2 separate regions of the Oryctolagus cuniculus genome follow, and region 1 is linked to region 2. The links are chromatin contacts, called in public Micro-C maps. All regions are on one chromosome and are shown on one strand. Each heading gives the region's core, a stretch centred on a gene start, on an enhancer-like site or on the middle of the called end of the contact. The rest is flanking DNA. Distances are from core to core; before and after follow the strand shown.

Region 1 (6,084 bases), core at 2,300-4,799, 130 kb before region 2:
CTGGAGGAAGAGATCATGACGGCCCACGCTGGCAGAACACGCACGGGGTGGGTTGTGGTACCCAGAGCCCTGGCCAGTTGCCTCTCCCAGATCCCCATCAGCAGCCGCTAAGGTGAGAGAGACAAAATGGGAAAGAAAAAGTGCTGGGGATTCGTGCGTAGCAAGTGGGGCGGGAGCGGGCGTCTGGCTCCGTGGTTCAGATGCCCATATCCAATGCCAGGGTTCAAGTGCAGGCTCTGCTTTAATTCCGGCTTCCCATTAACGTGCACTCTGGGAGGCAGCAGGGATGGCTCGAGTGCTGAGTTCCCTGCCGCTCCTGGGAGAGACCCGGATGGAGTTCCAGGCTCCTGGCTTTGGACAGGCCCAGCCCAGCTGTTGTGGGCATTCGGGGAGTGAACTTGCAGATGGAAAATTGTGTGTGTGCGTGCCTTTCAGATGAACAGAATTAAATCAAAGCAAAGAGGAACAGAGGCACTTTGGGCTTGGGTTCTGACCCATGGACCCTGGGCCCACGTTTGTCCAAGAGCAGTGGGCTAAGCTGTGGGAGGACCCAGGGACCTTGTGTTCTGCTCACTGATACTCCCATGTGAGGAAAAGCCTGCCGTTTGGCCCTGCAAGTACCTAATAAGAAGTCAGATCCTGGCCGGCGCCGTGGCTCAATAGGCTGATCCTCTGCCTGTGGCACCGGCACACCGGGTTCTAGTCCCTGTTGGGGCGCCGGATTCTGTCCCAGTTGCCCCTCTTCCAGGCCAACTCTCTGCTGTGGCCCAGGTGTGCAGTGGAGGATGGCCCAGGTCCTTGGGTCCTGCACCCATGTGGGAGACCAGGAGAAGCACCTTCAGATCAGCGCGATGCACCGGCTGCTGGTGAACCAACGGCAAAGGAAGACCTTTCTCTCTGTCTCTCTCTCTCTCTCTCTCTCACTGTCCACTCTGCCTGTCAAAACAAAACAAAACAAAACAAACAAAAAAAAGAAGTCGGATCCTTGCAAGTGCTGGGGCGGTGGGGAGCCCCACTCCGTCCTCCCTTGGATCCTGCCCACTCCCTGGGCAGCCCCTGTAGGTTGTGGCACATCCTCACCATGCCGTGTCTGCTGTGCCCTTTCCACTCCAGCGCCGAGAGCCTCCTGGCTCCGCTTTGCGGCTGCTCCGAGGTTCATTCTCGGACGGCTGCACCCTTGTTTACTGCGCCATCCTCCTATCCGCGCACACTTGGGCTAACTGTGCACTGCCACACACGGCACAGCAGACGACAGCCGTGCTCAGAAGGCAAATGCTCAGAAGCGGGGCTGCTGGGTACGCGGGACACGCACTTGCAGTTGACGTCACTGGGGAAGCTGTCCCGCGGGACGAGGCTTGCCCAGTGACAGCCTTCTGAGAGCGCGTGAGCCGCGGCTGAAGTGGGCGCATCCGGCTGCGGCTGTCGAGGTGTGAACTGTTCCCGTCCCCACGTCGTCGGAGGTCGGGGAGGCAGCATCGGTCTGAATTTCTGCTGCCTCCCTCAGGAGCTTAAACCTCTTGGAGCCCGAATGTGTCCCCCGAGCCATTTCTCACTACATTGGACCTGGAGCAAACGCAAAGGGCATTTGAGCCACACACCTGGCGGGCCTCCCAAGGCGCCCGGCGCGGTCCCCAGCTGTGGCGAGCCCTCAGGGGGCCGGCTGCCAGCCAGCTGACCAGCACCGGGCTCTGATGCCAAGCAGGGTTGGCTCCTGGGGCTGCAAGCTGGGCTTCGCGCTGACTGCTTCAAGCATGAACAGTTTCCCCACCACGGATGGGAAAAGCCAGCTTCCCTGCTTACCCTAGGGTCCGGGCTGACCTCAGACGCAAGCTTGACCTTGATCTCTGCGGTGGTCACCTCCCAACACCACTCGGGCTGCTTCCCCAGAGTGCCTGCGCCCGAGGCAGCCAAGGGTTTCTGGAAAAATGACACCCCATCCGGCCAGCACCCAGACTCGTGCTCAGTGTCCTCTCCCCTTTGTCTCTGTCCCTCTCATACACACCCCCCCACACACGCACAGCTTCAGTGGACAGAATAAGCATAAGCAGTGCCAAGCCCACGCATGTCCGAAAGCCACGGTCACTTGCCCTTCCTGGCGTCTGACCACAGGAAATGCTGCAAAGAGAAAAAAACAGAACTGAGCAAAATCGGGAGGTCAGCGAGGCCCTTATGGTCAGTTTTCTAGTGGTCAGGGGTAGGATTAGGAAGGGCTCGCCAGAGATGGTGTTAGCAGGCAGTGGACAAAAGCTTCCGAAAGAAGGAGTCGTTATAACTTTCTCAAAAGAGGTGACACTGACAGGGCCGGCACTGTGGTGTAGCAGGTAAAAGCCACCGCCTGCAGAGCCAGCATCCCATATGGGCGCCAGTTTGAGTCCCGGCTGCTCCACTTCTGATCCAGCTCTCTGCTATGGCCTGGGAAAGCAGCAGAAGATGGCCCAAGTCCTTGGGCCCCTGTACCCACATGGGAGACCCGGAAGAAGCTCCTGGCTCCTGGCGTCAGATTGGCGCAACTCTGGCCGTTGTGGCCAATTGCAGAGTGAACCAGCGAATGGAAGACCTCTCTCTCTCTCTCTCTCTCTCTTTCTCTGCTTCTTTCTTTCTCTGTAACTCTTTCAAGTAATTAAATAAATCTTAAAAAAAAAAAAAAGAGGCGTCGCTGAATGGTTTTAGAAAACTATTCCCATTTTTCCAGGGACCCCTGTTTGGGGCGCGATTCCAGGAAATTCTGCCAGCCGTTGGAGGCATGCTGCCCACAAACAATTGAGGTTTTAGCAGGGCTTTCCAAGAAATCGCTGCGAATTATCCAAAATGCTATATCTGTAAATGGCACTCAGTGAATCTCCAACAGGAAAGAAAAAAAAAAAAGAAAAAAACCAGTAACTTGTGTAGGGACAAAGTTGCAGTCGTGAGGAAATGTTCAGAAAGTGGGTAGAGATGGGTTTTAATTATGTGTCCTTGGGACCCACACAGGAAAAGAGAGAGGAAGTCAGATGGTGGCTCTGGCAGTTTTGAGTGAATTTCTAAATAGTCTGGAGTCACCAGGGAGGAGCCCGGGCCAGGATCTGGTTTACCGACAGGAGGGCACAGACCTGGAGCCCCGCAGCACGGCCGAGGTGTGTGTCGCCAGGAGTCTGCCCGGCACAGCTCTGGTCTGGTTCCCCTTCCAGCCACGATGCTGCTTAACACCACGAGGAAGATGGGCAGTGGCAGAGGTTTCTGGTGCAGCCAGTCAAGACCCCAGCGTCACCAGTCACCGAAGTCCTCAGTTTACCTCGGTGCGGCGCCCACAGTCTAACCAGCCCGCCTCCTCCTCACCTTTACAAATGAAGGAGGGAGGGACGGAGGGGGCTGTGGGTGCACTGGGGGTGGGCGTCAGGAGGCCTGCAGGTCCTGGCAGCTCGGGCTGTCTCTGGAGGCGAAGCCATCCTGGGGTTACTGCCACGGAAGTCTCTGGTGCCCTGGATTTGCTCCGGCTGTCTCCTGACCCAGGTCCCTCGTGGAACAATCTGGATCTGTCCCCTAGGGAACCGCTTTGGCTCAGCCACCAGCTGCTCTGGGCAGGGCTTCTCTCCCAGCCACCAGGAAGCAGCCTGACCCACGCCTGCTCTTCCTGCAAGGACTTGCCTTATGGGTTCCTCTGCTGCTCCTGGGGGCTCCGTCAGGCTCAGCCGCGATGGCGAAAAGCTTACCCTTCCACACCGGGAGAGAAAACCCCACGGAGCCTGCGCCCAGGAGCCGAGGGACGGCCACGAGGAATCAGGACAAAGCCTTTGGCATCTGCCATGTCCCCGTCACCCCTGCACCCTTCCCGGTGGGGTCTGCAGAGAGAATGGAGACGCGTGTAGAGCAGGTTGGGAAACAGCAAAGCCGCCCAGGAGGTAACGAAACTGAAAGCTGCATCTCGCCAGCAGGCCGGGCGCTTTCTGTAAACCACCGTGAACCGGGGGGCTGTCGCTGAGCGGGGGCATCTGGTGGCGGCTCTGGGCGTTTGCGGTCTCTGCTCCCACTGGAGACCTCCTCCAACGGTTTCCCAGCCTGTAATTCACGGTTGTATGTTCTGTATTTTTCCCAAGACCACTGCTGCGATCCTATACTCACTGCATAATGAGTATTTTATTTTTAGACGTGGGTCACCTCTTAGGGCGTCTGTGGGAAGGTGAGTAATGGACTATTTTTTGATGCAAGTCACAAATGTCCAAGAGAGCAGTATTGCCCCAAGAATGAACAAGATGACCACCCCTGAGTGGCCGGGAAGGCATCGCCATCTCCCACAGCTCGGTCAAGTGTGTAAAGGGCGCAGCACGGGGCCACACGGACAGGGATACCCACGCCTGCTCTCCACCCCCGAACTTGGGTTCGTCTGCCCGGCGCGGGGCACTATCCTGCTCTCCAAGTTTCCTTAGGCTACTAAGTAGCAAGCCCCCCTGATTACACACGCGCCCGGGCCCTATGCACCCCTCTCAGCTTCCACTGCCCTCGCCGAGTTTCTAGAAGCCGGAATCCCAACCCTGTCTGTACTGTCTGTAGCCCCCGGCATGGCCTTTTTCCAGATGGCCTCCGGCCGGCCGCCTGCTCGCACGGACCGCGCTCCACACCGCGTGCACCGGCTCGCTCTCCGCCCTGGGGCCGCTCCGGAGCTCCAGAGGCGGCGGCCTGCTCGGCCGCCCGGCGGGAACAAAGCTGCAGTGTGGACGGAGCGCGGCGCCCGAGCCGGGAGGTCGGCCCGGCGGCAGGCGAGGGCGTGGCGGCGGGGTTTATCTGAGGACAGCCCCGGCCGGGGCAACGTGCGCTCCGTGGACCGTCCGGTGCCCAGGAAGCCCCCTCTGCGGACCACGCTCCCGCCCGTGCGCCGCGGCGCGCGCTCCGGGCCCTGCGCGTCCTCGGGGGCGCGCCTCGCGCAGGCGGCCGGGACGCGACCGCGGGGTCGGGGCCGCGGGCACCCAGGGCGCTCGCTCGCCGGCCGCGGACGCCCCTCGCGACGCGGCCTCGCGCCCCCTCCGCCCGGCCGCTCGGTGGGCGGGGCGCGCGGGGATTTTTTTTTTTTTTTGGGTCAAACTTTGGCCACGTGAGCCGCCCCCCATTCACTTTTGCGCCAATCGCGCGGCGCGGACGGATCCCGAGAGGGGCCACGGCCCGCCGCCGCCGCCGGCCGCTTCATAACGCGCGGTGCGTGACGTGAGGGGCTCCTGTGGCCATGGCGAGCTAAGCCGGAGGATGAGCAGCGGCGGCGCCGGCCACGCAGAGGACGGGGGCGGGCGCAGCGCGAGCCGAGCCGAGCCAGCCGCGGGCCGCGAGCGGGGCGGGACAGGGGTCCGGGCCCGGCTGCCACAGCCGTCGCCATCGCGCTGGCCCCGCGCCCCCGCGCGCGAGCGGGAGGAGCCGCCGCCGCCGCCGCCGCCGCCGCCGCCGCGTCGCGCCCGAGCCGCCGCCAGCGCGCGCCGGGCATGGTCCGCTCTTAAAGGCGCAGGCCGCGGCGGCGGGGGCGGGCGTGCGGAACAAAGCGCCGGCGCGGGGCCTGCGGGCGGCTCGGGGGCCGCGATGGGCGCGGCGGGCCCGCGGCGGCCGCGGCGCTGCCCGGGCCGGGCCTCGCGGCGCTAGGGCGGGCTGGCCTCCGCGGCCGGGGGCGGCGGGCTGAGGGCGCGCGGAGCCTGCGGCGGCGGCGGCCCGGCGGGCGGAGCGGTGCGGGCATGGCCGCGCGCGGCCGGCGCGCCTGGCTCAGCGTGCTGCTCGGGCTCGTGGTGGGCTTCGTGCTGGCCTCGCGACTCGTCCTGCCGCGCGCCTCCGAGCTGAAGCGAGCGGGCCCGCGGCGCCGCGCCAGCCCCGAGGGCTGCCGGCCCGGGCAGGCGGCGGCGTCCCAGGCCGGCGGGGCGCGCGGCGATGCGCGCGGGGCGCAGCTCTGGCCGCACGGCTCGGCCCCGGAGGGCGGTCCGCGCGACAGGAACTTTCTCTTCGTGGGAGTCATGACCGCGCAGAAGTACCTGCAGACCCGCGCCGTGGCCGCATACAGGTGAGCCCCACTAGGCGGGCACCGCCTCCTGCGCGCAGCGTCCCCGCGTGCCGGGGCTTCCTGGGGGATCGGGGTGC
Region 2 (6,243 bases), core at 567-3,066:
TGCCAACAGGCCGTGCCCACAGCCCCGGGCCTGGCTTGCTGCTGCAGAGGGGCAGCCCTCCAAATGGCCCGTGGTCTCCCAGGTCCTGGCCACAGCTGCAGGCGTGAGAGAAGGTTGGGGGACACGGTAGGCCGAATCTCTTCCCCGGCCGCTGGTGCGTGTTGCTGTTTCATAACAAAGCATCCCAAACGGGGCAGCGTGTAGCAGCCACCTGCCCGCCCTCGTGGTCCTGTGGGCTGGAATTGGGACGGGGCCCAGCGGGGTGCTCTCCCCTCCACCCCGGTGTCTGAGGCCCCGGCTGCAGAGTCCATGGCCGATGGGGACCACACAGCTGGAGTCATCTGGAGATGTCTTTTGCTCTTGCTTCCCCCGGGCCGGCGGCCGGCTGGGACCTCAGTGGGGCCGGCAGCCAGAACATTCATGCATGGCCTCTGCCTGTGGCCTGGGCTCCCTCACAACATGGTGGTCCCATATCCAGTGGCTCGGGCTCCTCGGGTGAGTTCTGCCTCCTCTTATGGCGACAGGAAAGTTACAGATCCTGAGATTCAAGGGGAGGGGGCACAGGCCCCACCTCTGGATGGGAGGGCCGAAGCGGGGGGAGGTTCTGTTGGGCTCCTTTATGGAGACATCTGTCTCCTGGCTGCCATCTCCACGCCAGGGCTCCAGCCACTGGCCGGCCACACAGGTAGCCTTGCCGGCCCCCTCGGGTTCCTCCTCTCCCTAACGGCCCTGGGTGTGTCTCTCACAGGCCCAAGAGTGAGGCTCTCGCACCTCTGCCAGGGCTAACGAGGCAAGTTCAGGGTTAACCGGAGCTCCAGGGTCACTTGGTTTAGCGCAGCCTCCCGCCTGCCTGGGCCTGGCTGCTCCCCGCTGTCCATGTGGCTCTGGGTCTTGTGTTTCTTGGCTGTCAGTTTGTGGTTCTGGAGTAAGGGGAGCCAGGCAGAGCGGCGCGCTGGAGCCAAGCCGCACGGGGCCCCAGAGAGCCCCCGTGAGTCCCCGCAGGGCCCAGCGCTCTCTGGTGCTGCCGTTGAGGGGCCAGGAGGGGGGCAGCCGTATTCCTGCGAGGGGCAGGCTGTCTCTGGGCCAGTGCATGTCTGTGCGGCTCATGCAGCCATGAGCTGCGGGCACACCCCTTGCTGCCTGTGGGGGACTGAGAAGTCTTGAGTTTTGCTGAGAGCGGGGTGAGGCGTGGCGAGCCCCAGCCAGGAGACCCTTGTGGTTCTAGAAGCTTCTCTGGACTTCCCAATACCCCTTGCTTTTGTCCCCCTGTTCCCGACATGCCACTGACCCCACAGAGGGGACACAGGGCCCTACCTGGGCCTGCACCTCACCATGGGGGCTGAAAGCATGGGTGCACGAACACACGTGTGCACATGCGTCTGCAGGCGTGCACACACAGACACGGGAGCACATGCTCACATACAGATTCTTCACAAGCCTGTGGCATATGAGGAAAAGCCAAGTTACATCGTAAGACATTTCTATGACACAAGGAATGTGAGATGTCAACCAGCAAGTTCCGAGAAACAAGCCCGCCCCCACCCCGCTGGCTCCCAGGCAGGCCGGGGCTGCTCTGGGCCTCTGCCTGCCACCTCCTGGGCGTCTGTATTTACCAGTGGCCACACGCGCCCACAAGGCTCCTTCCTGCCCAGAGGGGCTCCTACTTGGGGATACTTGGTAAAGTAAACTCATCAAGCCCACAAGCTCTTTGCAGACGGCCCAGGAGTCCAGGGCCATGCGCTTCTCAGCCTGACCTGGCCCCCAGCAGACCGGGCCAGAGCACAGCAGCCAGGGCCATGGCTGGGCCGCTCGGACTAGGGTGCCCCCTGGCTGTGGGCAAGGGTACTGCCTCCCAGAGGCGGAGGCCAGGGGAGAGGGCTGGGCAGGCTGGGGCCCACGGCCATGTGTCCTGGGCTCCGAGGAGGGAAGGCAAGGGGAGCCTACATTTTGGCAAGCAGCACGTCTCTTTGGCCACACCCCTAGGTGCTAGCCACCATGAGCGCAGGCACCTGCCTCTGACCTCCCCAGGGGCCCGGCCATCATCATTGGGTGCCAGTGATGGCTGGGGTGGGCTGGCTGTCGGGAGAGGACACATACGGAGGAGGCTGACATTCGCTGACTCCCACAGCCCAGCCTGGTCAGGGCCCATCCTCCCCTCTCTCAGCCCCAGGACCTGACCTGGATGCCAGGGCAGGGATGACCTGGGAGGTCTGGGAGGAGAGTGCGTTAACGCGCGCGCACACACACACACACACGTTTGCATTCAAGCACATATGCCCCCACAAAGCACATATATGTGCACACACATACATGTTAATCTGCGCACAAGCACACATGCCCCCACAAGCACACACGCATGCAGGCACACACCCGTGTGTATGTACACACACGCGCATATTAACTGCACATATGTACACACATATACACATGAATGTGTGCAATAACACACACACACACACGCTGGTGGACTCACTATGGGGCAGAGACCCTCCATTGAGCTGTGTCCCCATTGCGCGCCCCATTGCACACTGTCGCTAAGTCGGCTCCGTGCTGTCTTCCCATCTGTCAGGGAGGAAACGGGGCCTTCCCCGAGGTCTCCCCGAGGGCCACCCGCAGAGGCAGGATGGAAACCCCCGCCACACAGAGCCAGCCCTGGGCTCCCCTCCAGCTCTTGCTCTGCTCCTCTGTGCAGCCTCCAGCGGGGCGAGAGGGCCAGCAGGGGTGGGCGCTTGTCCTACCAGTTAGACCATTAGTGACCATGCGGGAATACCTGGGTCCCCGACCCACCCTGGGCTCCTGGCTCCTGCTTCCTGCTAGTGCACACCCTGGGGGCCAGTGGTGGGGGCTCAAGTGCTCGGGTCTTAGGCACCCACGTGGGAGACCCACATCCTGGCTTTGGCCTGGCCCAGCCCCAGTCATTGCAGGTGTCTGAGGAGTGAACCAGTGAAAAGGGTTCTCTCTCCTTCTGCCTCTCAAATCAATTAGTTAATTATTTTAGAGAGGGCCAAGCGGAGGCCCCTGTCCCTGGCCACTCTCCCTGTGCTCAGGGCCCTGGGGCTCTGCGTCTCAGGGCCCTTGGCCTGCAGGTGGTTTGCTGAGCACACGCCATCGATTCTTCATCAGCCCAAGCGGCAGGGGACAGGGGAGGTGGAGGTCCCGGGGGAGGGGGCCCCCCGGGCCAGGCAGCCCGAGGAGCTGGGGAAAGGATCAGTGTCACTCTGCTCTCTGAATTCTGCCCCTGAAGACACAAGTGAAGGAGAGGGGAGCTCAGAAGCCAGGAGTCCAGGGCCTGGGCGGACCAGTGGTGGGCAGGGGTGCAGCCCTGGCCCCCTCGGGCAGGCCCCGGGCCCCCTCTCAGGAGCCTCCCTGGGGGTCTCCCCCGCTGGGGTCTCCCCATGGGCTCCATTGAGGAGCAGCAGCTGTGCATTGAGGGCCTCGGCCCTGGTGTGTGCCGGTCACACTGAAACCTCTTTTCTAAACAAAACCCAGGTAACGAGTGCCCGTACTTTCACTTCTGCAGCCGCAGCTCAGGCAGCCCAGGGCAGCCAGTTCAGAGGTGGGGGTGGGGGGCGTGGATTCTATTCCTCCTGCTCCTCCCTGCCCCTTGTGGACCCTGCCCCTCTCCACTCCCTCTTCTGTCCTCCCCTGCAGACCGGGGTGGAGGCCACGCCGCTGGAGGACAGGTGGCATCCCTGACAGCCTGGGCACACGGAGAGAGTGCCTCCTGGAGTTTCCACTCCAACAGTGCCATCCTGACTCCCTTCAACCTCTGGACTAGGAGAATGCAGGTCTCCGGAGAAGGGGCTGAGCCCGGACCCAGGAAGGACGGATCCAGGATCCCAGGCAGCAGGCTCAGCCGGAGCCAGCCAAACAGGGTCCTGGCTGTGTGGCGGCCCTCACGCTCCAGGCCTCGGCTCGGTCACCAGTGCCGATGGAGCCGCCAAGCTGGTGACATCTGGGGACTTGAGGCCTCAGGGACAAGCAGCTACAGCACACAGGGCCAAGGATGCAGCTGTGGGCGACCCTGCCGTCCTGTCTCTATTGAACCCTCCCATTGTGTGGAGGCGGGAGCTGAGGCTCCCAGAGCCAGAGCAGGGGGCAGTGGGGGCTGCAGACGAGATGCGGAGACCCCAAGGGGAGCAGAGTGGCTGCGAGGTGGTGGACTTGGCTGCAGCGGACCCACCTTGCCCAGGCCTAGCGTGGCAGTAATCGGACAGTGCAGGAGGAGCACAGTGACACACGTTGGTGGTTCAGGGACAGGCGCCCTCCGGAGCAGCCCAGGGCGGCCTGGCCCGTGCTGGGCCGACAGCCTCAGGGCAACACGTGTAGAACCACGTGCCCTTGGAAGCAGAGCCGAAGAGCCTGCGGGGCCAGCTACGCAGGGGGCCTTGGAGGACAGCTGAAGTCCAGGTGGCAGGGTCCGCCCAGTGCCTGCTGAGAAAGCCTAGTTGGGAGGCAGCCGGAAGCTGGTGCTCTGAGTCGGGCCCTGGCCCTCAGAGCTGTGTAGACGGCAGACAGACGGGGGTTCCGGAGGGAGCCAGAAGGCCCCTCTCTGTAGCGACAGTGATGTGGGCAGAGCTCCAGCCGCAAGGCAGGTGCGACGCTGAGAGGCGGCTGCTGTCACCGCGTGGGAGCCGCCCCTGCCCAGCACCGTCTCTGCCTCGCCCAGAAACTCGGCTGCAGGAGGCAGTCAGCTTCCGGGTGCTCCAGAGCCCAACTCCAGCCAGGACGCTGGGGGGCCACACTCGCCCGGGCTGTGGCCATGCGTGGCGGCCGGTGGAGCCGCCTGCGGCTATGCTGCTGTGGACATCCTTCCCGGCGTCCCCTCTGTGCTCCGTGCGACCCAGACGGAGCCGACCGTGCCGCCCCGGAACGGGGTCACTGGCCAAGGTCACCTTTTGGGCCTGGCTGCTGGGGAGCTCCGGCTGCCAAGTGGAGCAGTCATAGCCTTTGCATCTCTGCTCCAACAGTGAAGCCAGTTAATCACAGTGGACAGTTTGATCACTTTATCTGCTTCTTATTACCAAAGAAATAACCAGGACAAGCCAGAATAAAAAGGATAAAAATCAGTGATGAGCTCACCAGCCAGAGAGAACTATCAGCAATGTTTTGGTCAGCATTTTTGTCTCCGTATGTATGAATGAAGAATGCTACGCGTATATTTCTTTTTTTTAAAAAAAGATTTATTTATTTGAAAGGCTGAATTCACAGAGAGAGAGAGAGAGAGAGAGAAATTTTCTATCTGTAGGTTCACCTCCCAAATGGCTGCAACAGCCATGGATGGCCCAGGCTGAAGCCAGGAGCCAGGAGCTTCTTCTGGACCTCCCACGTGGGTCCAACCACAGCTCCCACTTTCCAGCCTCCGTCCACAGTAAAACGTGTGGGGCTCCTGTCTGGGTGGGCGTTTCTGGTTCCAAAGCTGGTTGCGGCCGCCCACCTTTCTGTAGGGTGAGACTCCCTGCTGCAGGCCCTCTCCTCCCTGGCCTTCCTCTGAGAAGCTCCTGTCTGCACAGGACAGCTCTGTGGAGCCCGGCGTGAGGGCACAGCCCGTGTGTCACTGCTGGGCAGTGCGGGTGAGGGCAGGGGCTGGCGGGTGTCAGGGCCACGTCTAGGTCAGGGTGGCTGGGTGAAGCCCCCACGCCAGTGGCTCCAACCTCCAGCTTTCCTCGTGCTGTCCCGACACCTCCCTGGGGCTGCCTGAACCCTCTGGGGCTCCTCCCTGGGACCCAGGGGGGCCAAGTGACCTCCGGCTAGTGCCACAGGGCCGGGGTGGAGGAGGGCGCACCCTGGGGCCTCCCACAGGCAATGCAGGGGTCTCGCCTGCGAGGGGCGAATGTCCCCCTTCCACAGGCACACTTGGCGGTGCCGATCCCACAGCCTCGCCCCCTGGCCAACCTGTGGAAGCCACGGGTCCCACGCAGGCCTGAAAGGAGGCCTTGGTGGAAGTCCTGGGGACGGCAGAGACCGCTGTCGGCAAAGTGGACATGCATTTGACTTTATGTCTATGCCTAATCTTATTCCCATTTCACTTTTTTCATTTTTTCTTTATTTGAAAGGCAGAGTTGCAGAGAGAGAGAGAGAGAGAGAGAGAGAGAGAGAGATGTCTTCCATCCACGGGCTCACAACCCCAGTGCCCACAGCAGCTGAGGCTGGGCCTGGCTGAAGCCAGGAGCCTAGAACTCAGGTCTCTTCCGTGGGAGGCAGGAACCCGTGGACCTGAGCCATCACCTGCCGTTTCCCAGG

The links. A called contact is a pair of places that touch in the nucleus more often than the background predicts.
Region 1: a Micro-C map of ear pinna shows a contact between it and region 2, with 4 times the contacts expected there. The contact joins the promoter of CHSY1 here to the enhancer-like site in region 2. A contact is called at or near these places in 5 of 6 Hi-C or Micro-C datasets (ear pinna, embryonic fibroblasts, psoas muscle and 2 more).

What each region holds. Positions count from the first base shown.
Region 1 is chr12:10,454,877-10,460,960 of mOryCun1.1, reverse strand. It overlaps CHSY1 (chondroitin sulfate synthase 1), which reads left to right and starts at 3,549. Exons shown (of 3, transcript XM_070053316.1): 1 at 3,549-3,878. The coding sequence starts at 3,628. LOC138844529 (a long non-coding RNA gene) reads right to left here and starts at 3,763. Exons shown (of 7, transcript XR_011380436.1): 1 at 3,625-3,763; 2 at 3,316-3,519; 3 at 3,090-3,216; 4 at 1,801-2,115; 5 at 1,081-1,563; 6 at 622-936. It overlaps SELENOS (selenoprotein S), which reads left to right. Exons shown (of 7, transcript XM_070053318.1): 7 at 1-13.
Region 2 is chr12:10,325,559-10,331,801 of mOryCun1.1, reverse strand. No RefSeq gene overlaps it. Among named protein-coding and RNA genes, the nearest start is that of CHSY1, 130 kb to the left of the region's middle. Within about 2 kb of position 1,816, at least 1 of the 8 cell types and tissues checked has an H3K27ac peak or open chromatin away from gene starts, as enhancers often do. A contact at or near this core is called in ear pinna, where this site is marked.